Regions from separate parts of the Dromaius novaehollandiae genome. Here region 2 is linked to region 1. Evidence: chromatin contacts called from public Hi-C data. All regions are on one chromosome and are shown on one strand. Each heading gives the region's core, a stretch centred on a gene start, on an enhancer-like site or on the middle of the called end of the contact. The rest is flanking DNA. Distances are from core to core; before and after follow the strand shown. Region 1 has its middle 8.4 kb from the start of ANK2. Region 2 overlaps ANK2 (ankyrin 2).

Region 1 (6,617 bases), core at 2,060-4,559:
GCTAGTTGTTTCTATTTATTTAGCAATCTTCACAGGCTGAGCTTTCCATGAACTTCTCCAGTCTCTCCCTGAAACTTTCTAAACTTCCAGCATCCACAACTTGTCACGGCATAGGGCTCTGCAGCTTAGTGATATATTCAAAGTCCCATTGTCACAGGCAGGTGTCTACAAACCAGACACAGGGCAAGACACAATAATTGCTATTCTCTAATCATCAAGGTCCTCACAGTCATCTCTGATTACTGTCCAAGCTGCACCATGACAAAGCAATGCTTTGCACACTCCACTAGCTTTCTAAACACCAAGATTTAAAAAAGCCCTTCAGAGACTGGTGCCCCCACTTTACATAAACATCTCAAATACGAGGTAAAGACATTTCAGCCGTGCAGGAGGAGGCAATTCAAGAGACTTTTTTTTTCTTCAGAATCCTATATAAATCAAAGACTTTTATTTCTGGCAATAGTGCTCAATTTGCAGTTTTCTGACGACAGCTAAATTGCATTAATTCTAAATATCACTCTCAACGTATTTTTGGTTTCATATCGATTGAAAATATTGACTGCACATTCTATTTTAACCAAGTCAAACTGGGTCTGATCCACAGCTCAGTAAGGGCAACAGTAGCCATTTTATTGATTTAAATGGACTCTGGATCAGGACCACAACTATTCAGTTCAACACTGCAATGTGACTTTTTACCTTCCTTCCTGCTTTGGCCTTTCTGCCCCACCTTCTTTTGTCTTTGATTATGGAGTTCAGATTTGGTCCTGTGAGAGGCAGAAGCTGCTACTAATGTTAAGAAGGACCAAGGGATCATCCTGAAGGTGCCACAGCTCTGCTGTGCCTCATTCCCAAAATGTGCTGTGCGTTCCTCAGACTCCCCCCTTCACTCACCCAGGGCCCCGTCCTTACCAGGTGCAGCTCTCCAGTCCAGTCTCTGCTCTGCCGGCAATGCAAGAGAGGCAACCACAACCAAGAGTGCAGCACATCGCAACAGCCTGCATTCCTCCAGCCCGCTCCCCAGCTACGCTCTAGAGCCACGGCCAAGTGGCCCCACACTCTGAGGGAACGCTGCTTTTTAATCCTACAAGGTGGATGCCTGCCTCCTGTGCGTGACCTGATGCAGTCTCAGTTGGAAGAAGAGAAAGCTGAAGGGAGTAGCTAAGACTTTAGAGCTCTCAATTCTTCTGATGAAAAATAAATGTTTTAAAATTTTTTGCTTGAATGCTTTCCAACGTAATGATCTGATCTGTTCTCAGAAGGCTTTTTTTTTAAAAAAAAAAACAAAACCCTTTTTGGTGAACACTTGCATTACAGCCAGATCCTACCAAATTACATTAGCTCTGACAGACAGCGCATACTTCAAGCTCAAGGCTAATTATCTGAGGAAAAGTCACTGAAAGCAAGTTATATGCTGAAAGGTACTTGTATATACATTTCACTTGTATCACTGATTGATCGTTCCTATCATTTATGATTAAGTGATTTTACTTGTTTTTCCAGAAACCAGGGAAGTCTTTCCATTAAGCTGTCTAAAGAGTCAAAAAGAGTATCTTTTTGTTCTAACCCAACAGACTTACTTGCTATAATACTTCATCATATTCAGAAATTATCCTGCTAAAATATTGTGTTTGGACAACAGTGTTTTAGTTAGTATAACCAATTTAAGAAGTAACAATTTCCAATCCGGAAACAGAACTCTGTCAGCTCAAAGCTGGTGCTTCCCCTTCAGGGTTCTTTCCCTTCAAGGTGATGTAAATAAAGATAAGTTTACGAATGGCACTGATACCAAAAAAGAACTATACCTTTGAAACAAGGGCAGATAACAGGAAAACTGACTTCACTGCCGCTGCATGGCATTCAACCTTCAGAAGCCTCTAAGCCAACATGACCCAGATCTTATCCACTTTAAATCCTTTCAGTTCCAACCTAGATGCTGCACATAATCAGCTCTGCTTAAGCATTCTTGATGGTACATTTAAAAACGTGCATGTGCTTTAGTACAGGACCAAGTCACACGTGCACATTTCAATAGGCACTATCTACCTTGAATTGAAAGCTTCCTTGTCCTTAGAGCTATCAGAACAGAGATGCAAGTACGTGCTGCTTAGGCCAATACTTTTTACAGTCTGACCTGTAATCTGAGCATACCAAAATTAAATGAGGATTACACAAAATAAACTATGAAAGATAATTGTTTATTTCAGTTTGCAAGATATGGAAGAACAGTATGACTGAATGATGTATCCTCATATTTCTGTCTACTACATATATGTATCTAAAATATCACTTGTATCACCTATGTACCAGTAGGACCAATGATAAGGCTGGATTTCACCTATCTATCTGTAGTCCACTGGCTTGCAGCCTGAGTATTTGGACCACAGTAGTGGGAGTGTATGTCAAAAATAGACTGGGTACACAAGAACAACATAATTTTTTACTCTTTTTTACCTCATGAGAAAGATTCAGACTACACACAGTTTCTAAAATACAACAGCAACACTGTCTTATGTAATAACATACAGAAGCCTAGTATGCCTGATCTAAAACCAGTAACATTATTTTCTTTCTCTTATGCTCCTGTTGAATGCAATACATATAACGTATGTTATATATATATGTTACAATAACATAAAGAAAGAAGAGTTAGATAATGTATTGTTTCATGGAGTATTTATGGCAAAAACAGGTGTATCATTTAAGATGTCTTTGAAGCACATTTTTCCACTGCTTATAACAGCAGATGTATTTGACATTTGTTTATAAAAAGGGAGAAAATTTTACATTAAGAATTCTCAGAAGAGCTCTCCAGACAATTTTTAGATACATCCCATATTAACAGTCATACTAAACATGCATAGCAAATAGTAAGAGCAAAGTCCTGATCCTTTTTTTAAACTAGATCTTTTTCACCTTTTCCTCACAAAAGGAGGCAAGCTGAGATTCCTTTACTTTTATTTTTCCCCCAAGGGTCATTCACTAGAGATGTCCCAAAGCCTGACCAAGCCAATACACAGAACAGAATTGCTGTTTATAGTGTACTGAACTCCTCTATCCTACATGTACATAACTGAACTGTGCCTTTACTACACAACATTTCCTTGGAAAGAGTAGAAAAACGATGGAAGGATTTTACTACAGAGTGAATCCCAAGGATGAAAGCTTCCTGCTCCTGCAGAGCTCCTCCGGGGCTTCCCGGCAGCGCACTCCAGAACCGTATTTCTGAGTTTTGGGGGAGATGGGAGCAGGCACCAGGACACGGGACCGTGCCCACAGGGCGCTGCCCGGCAGCGGGGCCGCGAGCACCACGGACAGCACCCGGCCCTTCCACCTCCCCTTTCCCCTCACTCGCCCCCTGCAAGGGGGGCTGCAAGGGACCCACTGGGTGCAATCTTTGTAACTGAAGATTTGTTAAACAACATGGAGTTTAAAAGAATATCGAGAATGCAAAAACAAATACTTTGAAGCTGTAGCCATGGTTGACCTTTGGGGACATCGTTCTGCGCCCATTTCATGTTTAAGTCTGCGCGCAGCTGTCTGACTCTACTACTGCATGTAAAGATCGGACGTGTGCGCCAACAGCAAAGATGGATGGCAGGCAGTGCTGTTGTGCGCTAACAACCCTGAGGTCCTGCTCACCTGTCAACTGCTCTGCTCAAGCAATGTCGGTGCAGCAAAGACCAAAGAGATGCAGAACAGCTTCGCATTTCTAATGAAACATTTGATCAGTGTTGAATGATAGCTCTTGAAAACAAAAGGTAAATTTGGGATAAAATCCTAGGGCCAAAACAGCTGAAAATTCAAGTGCTTTAAAGCCAGATCAAATTACTGTGGCATAAACTAATTTCTGTTGAAAACATGGAGTCAGAGAAGTGCACAAGCCTTGTGTTGTATTTCCAACCCCATGCGCCTGGGGAACAAATGGCGAATGATCCCCCTCTCCTGGCCAAGTAATGCTAAGGCAGCCATCGGCTCACATTTCAAGACAGCTCTTTCCAGCATTAGAGCAGCTTACATACAAAGTTTAGTGATGGCTAAAATATGCCATTGTTCTGAATCCAAGTGCTGCAGGCCCATGAAAATATTTATTCTGTTCAGGATCTCAACAGTAATCTTTATCCATTGTCATATCTTCATGTGCAATTTTCTGGCCAGCTCTGAAACAGTTTACCGAAGGCAGATCTCATTAACTAATGCGCCTGCAAATGCCCCTACAGTAACATCCTACTGAAAACAAGACGAGATACCCTGAGACCATTTACTAAGAGAAGGTAAAGGACTAATTTCATGAGAGAGGTCCTAGTGTACAAATTCTGCCTCCATTACACTGCTCTACAAGCAATTAGGATAAAAAAGCTCGGAGTAAGACAGAAGTGTCCTCTGTACCACACTCACCATGACCTCCTTGGCTGCAGCCTGAAGAGTCTAAAGACTGAAGCCAGTGACAGGGAATAGGCGTCTGACCAGTATGCAATCCGCCGCTGATGGGCACTGCCTCATGAGTTCTGCTGGTCTTGGACAAATAGTTTATTTTCTTCAGTAAGCACCTGCCAGGTGAGCTTTTACAAAGCACTTCATAACCTACTAAAGCTATCTTTTCTATATATCAGTTTAAAAAGTCATTTCTGAGTCAGCTAAAGGTATACATTACTCAAAAATCATAGGTGATCTAGCTTTTTGCACTTGTATGACTTTAAAACATCATGCAGATCTCACTTAAAAAAAAAGACTTTAGTCTTACCTTCCTAAAAGTAATGCTATAATATGATTTTTAATAGTTAACTTCCAGATCCCTGTTTATGGGGCCTTATAATGAAAAACTCCTCATGGACACACAAGAAGCACATGAAAACACTGCTATCATACATATTTCCAATATTGAGGGCATTTTGAGGACTACAGAGGTCATTTTTACTAGGATTCTACTTATCTTTAAGCGGGATTCTTAATGGCTAATGTTTTTCCAGCTTTCAGACATTTAAGAGACCACTTCTAGCTTTAGGAAATTTTACTGGTATCATTTTGAATGGTCTGTCAAGAAGCAGTTGGCTTCTTCTCAAAGGGGCTTTCAGATCATTTCCACAGTGCTGCACTTGAAAAGCACAAGTGTGTGTAAATTATTTTCTTACAATGATAAATTGAAATGATTTGAGCAATGGCCATCAGCGGTCTGCATAGGTATGCTAGCCCAAGACTGTGTTCACATCAAACTGAAGTGGCTGGTCTGATTCTGAATTTGTACTAAAGACAAAAACCTTCTAGCTCTGAAGCTAGTTTACACAGGCAGCTACATGTCTCAAGCTAAATACAGGAAGTGATTTCCTGTAGCTGTGATGCACAGCATTTTCTATTGGCGTGAAACCTGCCCCACCTGGTAAGAGAGCTTGCCCATACATTACAACTTTGGTTATGGGAAACAGGGTGCCCCCTCAGAATCAAGAGAAGTGGCTGGAAATGCATACATTACCATCAGTTTGTTTCTGCCTTCAATTTCCATTAATTCCTGTGGAAGATGAGGATTAAGAGCTCACCTTCTCGACTAACAAGAATGGGTCCCAATTCATAGCTAAAATAAAAGCAGCACTCTGATTTAATCATCATCCCTTTAAAACCAGGGACTTTCTAAAAGGAATAATTTCTGAAAAACATTTTGTGATTTCTGGGGAGCCTTGGGAATAAAGATCTTTTTAAAAAGGACCTGTCTGAACACTTTCCCAAACAATCTCTTGCTGTTATGGAGATTTGAGAATGCACTGCAGAGATCATTACAAAAAATGTATCTGTGCAACAGTATACTGTAATTTGACATGCCTCAAATAATTGGAAGCCTTACTGAAACTCAGCTGAGTTCACCAAATGATTCGCATTGACTATCACTGTGTATTTAGCAATTTTATATTTCATCAAGACAGTAGCATTAAAAATGATGAAAAACAGTATGGTAATTTATCCATTTCCTTCACCTTTACTCTGAATGTCAGAAACACGATGCTCTTGCTTGGAACCCTTAAGCTTGCAATGTGCAGAATGAGATGCTCCTAAGAGCAGACACAGAATACTTTTTTTAAAATCAGGCATTTATCTTATTGTAGTTAAGCTGATAGTTGGAAGGGACAAGAAATAATTCTGCAGAAGTCTAAGTAAAACTGACCCCCAAATGCCAGGTCAGTTCCAATAGGAGCTGGTCATACCAGTTCATGCATATGCAGAGAAAGGGCAGATGATTTATTCGCATGGGTTAAGGTTGTAGTCTACGTTGCCAGAATTAGAAAAGGATGAGAATAGAAAATAGAGATTCCACATTAAAAAGGAGGACAAAAAGAGCTGCAGATGCCTCAGTCACGATCAAGCAAGTACCCCATCCTAAGCTTTCCCTCAAACGCCAATATATCAGCCATCACTTAAGCTCTTGCACGGAACAAAACAAGCTCGTATCCCACAATGTATAGCACTGGATTATAGGCAGCATTTCAATTTCAGTCTGCCAGTTTATCCCTCCAGGACTCCCTGCCATGAGAGTGCTGAACAGAGGCTATTACCCTTCCTGTTCACAGAGCTGCCAGACTGAGGGTATCTTTCTAAACATGCAGGTTCTTCTGATAACATTAATGATA
Region 2 (6,617 bases), core at 1,757-4,256, 110 kb before region 1:
GATAAAACCAATGACCTACGAAGACCTATGGTAATGGGGTGTTTTTTGAGAAACCAACTGATTTTCTATGAAGTAGCTGTCACGTACAATCATGAAAATCCACATGATCAGAAAGGTCTTCTTTAGGATTTTTTTACTTGCTACTCAAGTAACATTGTTGTTTTATTCTTTGCTGGACACTGCTAATTTCTTCCTCATGGGCAAGAAGGCCAAAGGTTAAATACATGAGCAAAAGTGCCTTTGCTGGCATAACGACTGAACTATTTTCGACTGTAGCTCTCAGGTTTTTGTTACATGCTGTTAAATCAACCCAGGGACCCACAAACTCCAGAATGTTACATTCCTCAACCTTTGCATCTAATGTGAACCTTTGGAAGCATATGTGAAACACCTGAGAGATGGCAAGGTTGCAGCACAGCAAAACTACTGCTGTCCCACGTTCCTGAATGACTTGGAAACAATTTTCTCTTGACTGTCTTTTCTCTTCTTTGTCTAAAGTAACCTCTCTACCAGAGCTAGGTGTTGCATCATTTTCCTCGTCATGGCAAATAGATGCAGCTCCTCCTGAGTGTCACCCAGCACAGCTGCTAATGATACGGGTATAAGCTAACTGGTTAATCTCTATCTGCCAGTCCTAGATATTCTCTTCTCACTTTTACTGTTCACCCACCCGTTGTCACTTCTAGAAATTCACAGAAACATATATAAGGAAGTGGAGAATTTCTAAGAACATGACATCATTCCTACATGGCACTTCACATCTCACTGAATACTCCCACCATAGTACTTTGCCTCCCATTGCGAGTTACCTTTGTTGCCACATGGATATTAGATCCTTTCTCCAAAAGCAAGGTCACCATGTCAGTGTGACCTTCTTGGGAGGCCAAATGAAGCGGGGTCACTCCCTGTTTGGTCAAAATGTTGGTCTCAGCTCCATAGTTCAATAGAGTGGTAGCTATCTGCATCTGATTCTTCTTGGCAGCAATATGCAGAGGGGTGTATCCATTCTAACACCAGTCAGGAAAACAAAATGAGAAGAAAGTTAACACAACAGCCATGGAAGTGTATGAAATCAGACACCTTAAAACAACATTTTTGTATGCTTCCCACTATCCCAGAGATGAGATTCATTATATTCTGAAGGCAAAACATTTCCCATGTGGTCTGGCTCTTCTGTTGCTTCAGCCATCTGTATTTTCTCCTTCCAAACTAGAAGAAAGCTTCAGCTGACAGTACAGTTAATCTGATACCTTCAAATTATCCTGACTTTGACACCTACATTTTAAATCTCCCAGGCTGTAAATATTCACTTTTGACTGATAAGTGACATTCTCTGTGGAAAGTGATGGGTGAACACTTTACTGCGTTATGCTTTTTTGGAGTGTGTGGGTAGAACTGTGTTTGCATATGGAATTTTGATACATGTGTCAGTCATATTACTGTCTGGAAACAGTCATAGGAAGGAGTGTTTTTCAGTTCAAATTAACCACTTTAGCAAAGCAGACATATTTTTGGGCAAGAAGACAACTTCCCATTTTTAATTGCTTTAGAATGCACTACGGGGGAAAATTTTGGGTTATAAGAAACAGCCTCTTTAGAGGGGTTTGGTTTGTTGGAGTATGTCTGGAGTATTTTTGGGAGGCAAGCATGATGAAACTATCCTGTTCCAACTACAGCTTTTGCTACTCTCCACACATAACAGTAGAAAAAGCAGTTCTAATGTATTCACTGAAAAGACAGGCCACCTCTTTTTAGCACCATATATAACAGCACCGGTCAGAACATTCTGAAATCAGGAAGAATTTTCTGGTTACTTTTCTCTTTTAGTAGCCTTTGCCTAACATAGTGAGACTCTAACATAATACTACTCCTAATCCCAGAAGGAAGCCTGCACATGCCTATTCAGTTTCTACTAAATGGTTTCTACTATGAGACAATACCAAAGTGAGTTCCAATTATGATTAAAACTCATGGACACAGAAGTGGACTTAGACAAGACACATACATACATACATTTATTTCTTCTTTTCCAAAGAAGGCCCAAAAGAATCATAAAATAATCTATGTAGAAGATCATCTAGCTGAAACCAAGAACAACTCCCAGATTGTATTAGGTTGCTCAGCAATTTGCCTAGCCAAATTCTGAGCATCTCCAAGGATTCGGCCACCCCTCCTGGCAACTTGTTCCAATGTCTGACCAATCACACCGTGAAGATTTCTTTCTTTATATCTAACTGAAATTTCCCGTGTTGCAACTTGTGCCTATTGCCCCGAGACATTGTGTGCCCTCTGTCTCCATGTTAAGCATTATTCCACCTCTTACTATGCCCCCTCAGAGACCAAGTACTGCAGTATCGTATGCATCTGGTGAAGAGATTGCTCACTGCTTTCAGACTCCGAGAGGTATGTGTGAGCTGAGAGTCACATGCTGGGTATGTGGTGTGCCCAGCTAGCAAGTAAGTGTGCAGTACAGAGAAAGGCTGAAACCAGTCTTCTCTCTCACATGAGTTTTACAGTCATGTAACACTTGCAGCTCTCCGTAAAATTACTATGTTTTGCCTGTAAGAGGAGGGTTGGGTTCTGTATGGCAAACCACCAGATGAAACAGACAGTTTTAATCAGTCTAGAATAAAAGTCAAACCATTAATCCATAAATACGTACTGATTCAGCAACTCATCTGCAAAACAAGGTGCTGTACAGTTTCTAACAGAGTGGACTGCTTGCCTGTCTCATCACACCTGATGAGTCCTTAGTCTTCAACAAAAAGGAACGCGCGTGACAGGCACGAGTATGATGCGATAAGGTACAAGCATGTCCCCGAAACACAACGCCCGTCAGCGATCAGCCCTCTCCCCCGACAGCTCCCCCCTCCACTGGATATGAGCTGCAGATTCAAAAGCTGGAGGGGAACTATGTCACCCCACTTCCTGTAGAGAAAGGCCCGCTCTCCTCGCACGCGCCCGCCGGCAGGGAGGGAGGGGAAAGGACGGCAGCAGCGGAGGGAGAGCAGCCGTTGGCGGCGGCGGTTGGCGGGGCGGGGCTGGGCTGGGCTCACCTTGGCGGTGACGTGCGGGGAGGCGCCCCTCTCGAGCAGCAGCAGCGCCACCTTCTGGTTGTCGTAGTGCGCCGCGACGTGGAGCGGGGCGAGGCCGTTCTGCAAAGGGCGGTTACTGCGTTAGGCGCGGACAGTAACCGTTAACAGGTTAGCCAGCGCACGGCGGGGCCGAACTCATAAACCATAAATGCTTTTTTTTTTTTTTTTTTTTTTTTTTTTTTTTTTTTAGCATTAGAAACGTGGACCAAAAGTAACATTTAGCCAGCGGTTAGTAGGCTGTATTTAATAGGAAGGAGAAGTGGCGGAGGATGAATTTGAGCGGACCTTGCTACCTGACTACTCCCTGGGCGCACAGCAGGTTTGGGCCGCCAGCTCCCTGCAACTCTGTGACAAGCAATCCTCACGGCACAGGAAAAAAGCTGAGCCTGCCCTCCTGTTTTTGAATTACAATTTTTACAGTTTGAGCAGCTGAATGGAATAGCCTTTTCTTGAGCCACAGAAACATATCTGCCCTACAACTGTGCATAGCATTCCCATCTATAAGGAAGGTAAAAATATAGAAAAGCAACAAATACTGTAAATGCACTTTCCAAAACTAACATGCATAACCATCAGCCTTGGGAGAATGCAATAAAGCTAATGTGATCATGTGAAAGCAGCTGCACCCTTCTTTTGTATGTCTGTTCTGCACAGTTACTTCCTAAAGGAGACACGGAATGGCTGCTGACTCGTGTTTCTGAGCGCCCAAGCCAGTACCTTGCCAGCTGCATCGGGAGAGGCACGGCGTTGCAAAAGCAGCTTCGCCACTTCCAGGCTTCCATATTTGGCTGCCACATGCAAAGGCGTGAATCCCTTCTGAGAAATGTCGGGAGAGAAAAGCAAATGGTCGTGTTAAAAATTATGCTGACTTGTCTCTTTTAAGAACCACATGTACTCCTGATAGTAAATGTTATAGGTGGTTATGTTTTAACCTATGTCCTAACTGCCATTTTTATTCAGAATCAATAGCCATACCTAGAAATGGTATTATCACTTGAAAGCATGCTGAAAAGTGTAATGCACAAAAAAAAAAAAAAAAGAAAAAAGCCTCACACACAAACCTTTCTCTTCTGTTCTTGCATATGTACATGGTGTCAGGCTGGCAGACATTTTATCTGATACAGATTTCATCAGCAGAACACATTGTGTGGGCAACGAAGGCACTCATTCAAATACCTACTCAGAACAGGCTGCATTTTTAAATCAGTTTCATAATGATAGCTTTAGAAATATTTCCTGTATCAATTATTGCCAGTTACAATGAAACACCAACTAAATTCAGTGAGAAAAGCTCCAGAAATTGTGTCCCTTCTTTAGTGAGTTTGTTGAAGAATAATTTATATTTGGACTTAATACCTACACACTCACCAAGTTCTCTTGCAGCTTCTGAAATTCAGGTGAAGAGAGTCATGCATGACTCAAGGGCAGTGTTTTTGAAGGGTACTCCAGTAAGACTAAAATTAGTGTCTCTTAAAAGAGTCATTTTCTGTTAGTTTTAATAATGATTGTCAGTAAAGCACACACCTAAGACTGTGTCAAACTAACATGCTATTTGCTTACCACTTCAGTTTTAAAAATCATGCTGGTAAGGAAAACTCATGGATGCAAGACAGTAGGTGGCAGACTACACTGCTGTCCTAACAATAATCCCAGGGAGTCACCAGGGCCTATTTGCCTGACATATAAGTGATGTGTAGTGTTTATTTTCATTGTCATTTTATTCAATTAATCCCACTTTAAAAGAGTTTTACGTAAGGGAATCTCAAACATTTCCATCTCATGAATCACAGCTTAATAGAGAGATTATCCAGTGGACTACATCTTTCCCTATTCATAATTACAGAAAGTTCCTGCAGTAACTAAAGCTATTGCCATAAAGCAATATGAAAAATTAGGAAAGTACTTAGTGTATTTTCAGCCATTTTTAATATGATTTAACAGCTGGATAAAAGAAGAACAGCAAGCATTCCCAGTAATCCACGAATGAGAATTTGAGAATCACAGGTTTAGTCTTCTAAACCCTGGAAGACATCCCATTTTTCAAAATATGTTTTAAGCTCCAATTGTAAAATCAAGGGTACAAAATCAGGGATCGGTTTTAGATCTTTGGATCTAAAACTAGTGAAAATCACTTAAATCACTTGTGATAAATTTGGAAAAGATATCTTGGCACACAGTTCTATTCACAGTATCTGTTTTCTTAAGTGCTCCTCACTCCGTTGGGAATGTGTTGGTAACCATGTTGGGCTAATGTAAAACAAAAATAATTCCACAGAATGTTTCTTTTATAACCCTAAGAAAAAAAAAGGCCTATTGTGTCATATGATACCTCATTTATAGAATCACTGAAAATAGATTCACCATTAGCTGAGACTGAACAGATCCTGAATTGTATGTTTTGGGAATATTCCTTTTGGCTAGTAGAAACCAGAATTATTTACATAAAAAAGGTATTGAAAAATATGTGGGCCTATTCATACAAAAGTATTTAGCTTTGTTTTTCCATATCTGCATTTTCTATTTTGAAACTTTTGGCAAAAAAAAGGAAAAAAAAAAAAAAAAAAAAAAAGAAAAAGGCCTACCTGTAACACAATGGGAAGGAGAGAAATCAGGATTTCACGTACATTCTAAACCTGCTGAGAGCATGTATTTATCATGACCTGCTTTTGGCCCTAGTGGGAACCAAACTCCCAGCTTCAGATGACAGCAAAATATGTTAAAATTTGATAAATTCCTGATACATTTGTTCAGTCAATTTGATCACTATTGATTAAACAAGAAGAAAACAAAAACCACAACTAGCTCAGTTTCTCAGTGAAAGTACATTCATCATGAAAGAGGTTGCTCTCTGGGCACTGCATACCAGAGCATAGACACAAAGCATTTTGTCTTACTTTGGTGGACATGGAGTGTGAGACACAAAGCATTTTGTCTTACTTTGGTGGACATGGAGTGTGAGGCACCTGCCTCTAAAAGAACTGATGCAACATCAACTTGTCCCTCTCTGGCAGAAATGTGCAGTGGAGTGTATCCGTTAGTTGTTGCAGCATCAGGGTGGGCCATGTGCTGTAGCAGAAGTTGGACGATCTCTGTTTTACCCAAGCGAGAGGCAATGTGCAGTGGAGTCTGTTCTTCCTACAACTCAAATTGAGTAGATAATTACCACAGGTAGAATTACCCCAAACATCAGATTCTGGTTAATCCCAGTAGATCTCTCTATGCCTTTGTCTTGCAGAAATCATAATAAGCGACAGCACAAAAACAAAAAAAAGGACTAAAGGAGCAACCTATAAGGCTAATTTCTGGCCTTATAAGGCTAGCTTCAGCAACATCTTATTAGAACAGAAAGAGAGGAACTTTACAGAAAAACATTGTTTTTCTTTTCTGAGACAGCTGCGCCTTGCTTGACAAACAGTCCCTTTGGTTTCAAAATCTGGCACTCTGAGCTGGCTGCTATCAGAACTTCCAGTGTTTGGTTTTAGGACACTCCTGTACAATTCTTGCTCAGATAAAATAGCTGTT

Evidence for each region. Hi-C and Micro-C count contacts between places; a contact is called where the count stands out from the background.
Region 2: a contact with region 1 is called in a Hi-C map of liver, with 9 times the contacts expected there. The contact joins two enhancer-like sites. A contact is called at or near these places in 2 of 4 Hi-C or Micro-C datasets (brain and liver).

Annotation. Positions count from the first base shown.
Region 1 is chr4:23,386,828-23,393,444 of bDroNov1.hap1, reverse strand. No RefSeq gene overlaps it. Among named protein-coding and RNA genes, the nearest start is that of ANK2, 8.4 kb to the left of the region's middle. Within about 2 kb of position 3,309, at least 1 of the 2 cell types and tissues checked has open chromatin away from gene starts, as enhancers often do.
Region 2 is chr4:23,501,235-23,507,851 of bDroNov1.hap1, reverse strand. It overlaps ANK2 (ankyrin 2), which reads right to left. Exons shown (of 49, transcript XM_064510615.1): 15 at 6,033-6,230; 16 at 3,813-3,911; 17 at 3,057-3,155; 18 at 810-1,007. Among named protein-coding and RNA genes, the nearest start is that of ANK2, 110 kb to the right of the region's middle. Within about 2 kb of position 3,006, at least 1 of the 2 cell types and tissues checked has open chromatin away from gene starts, as enhancers often do.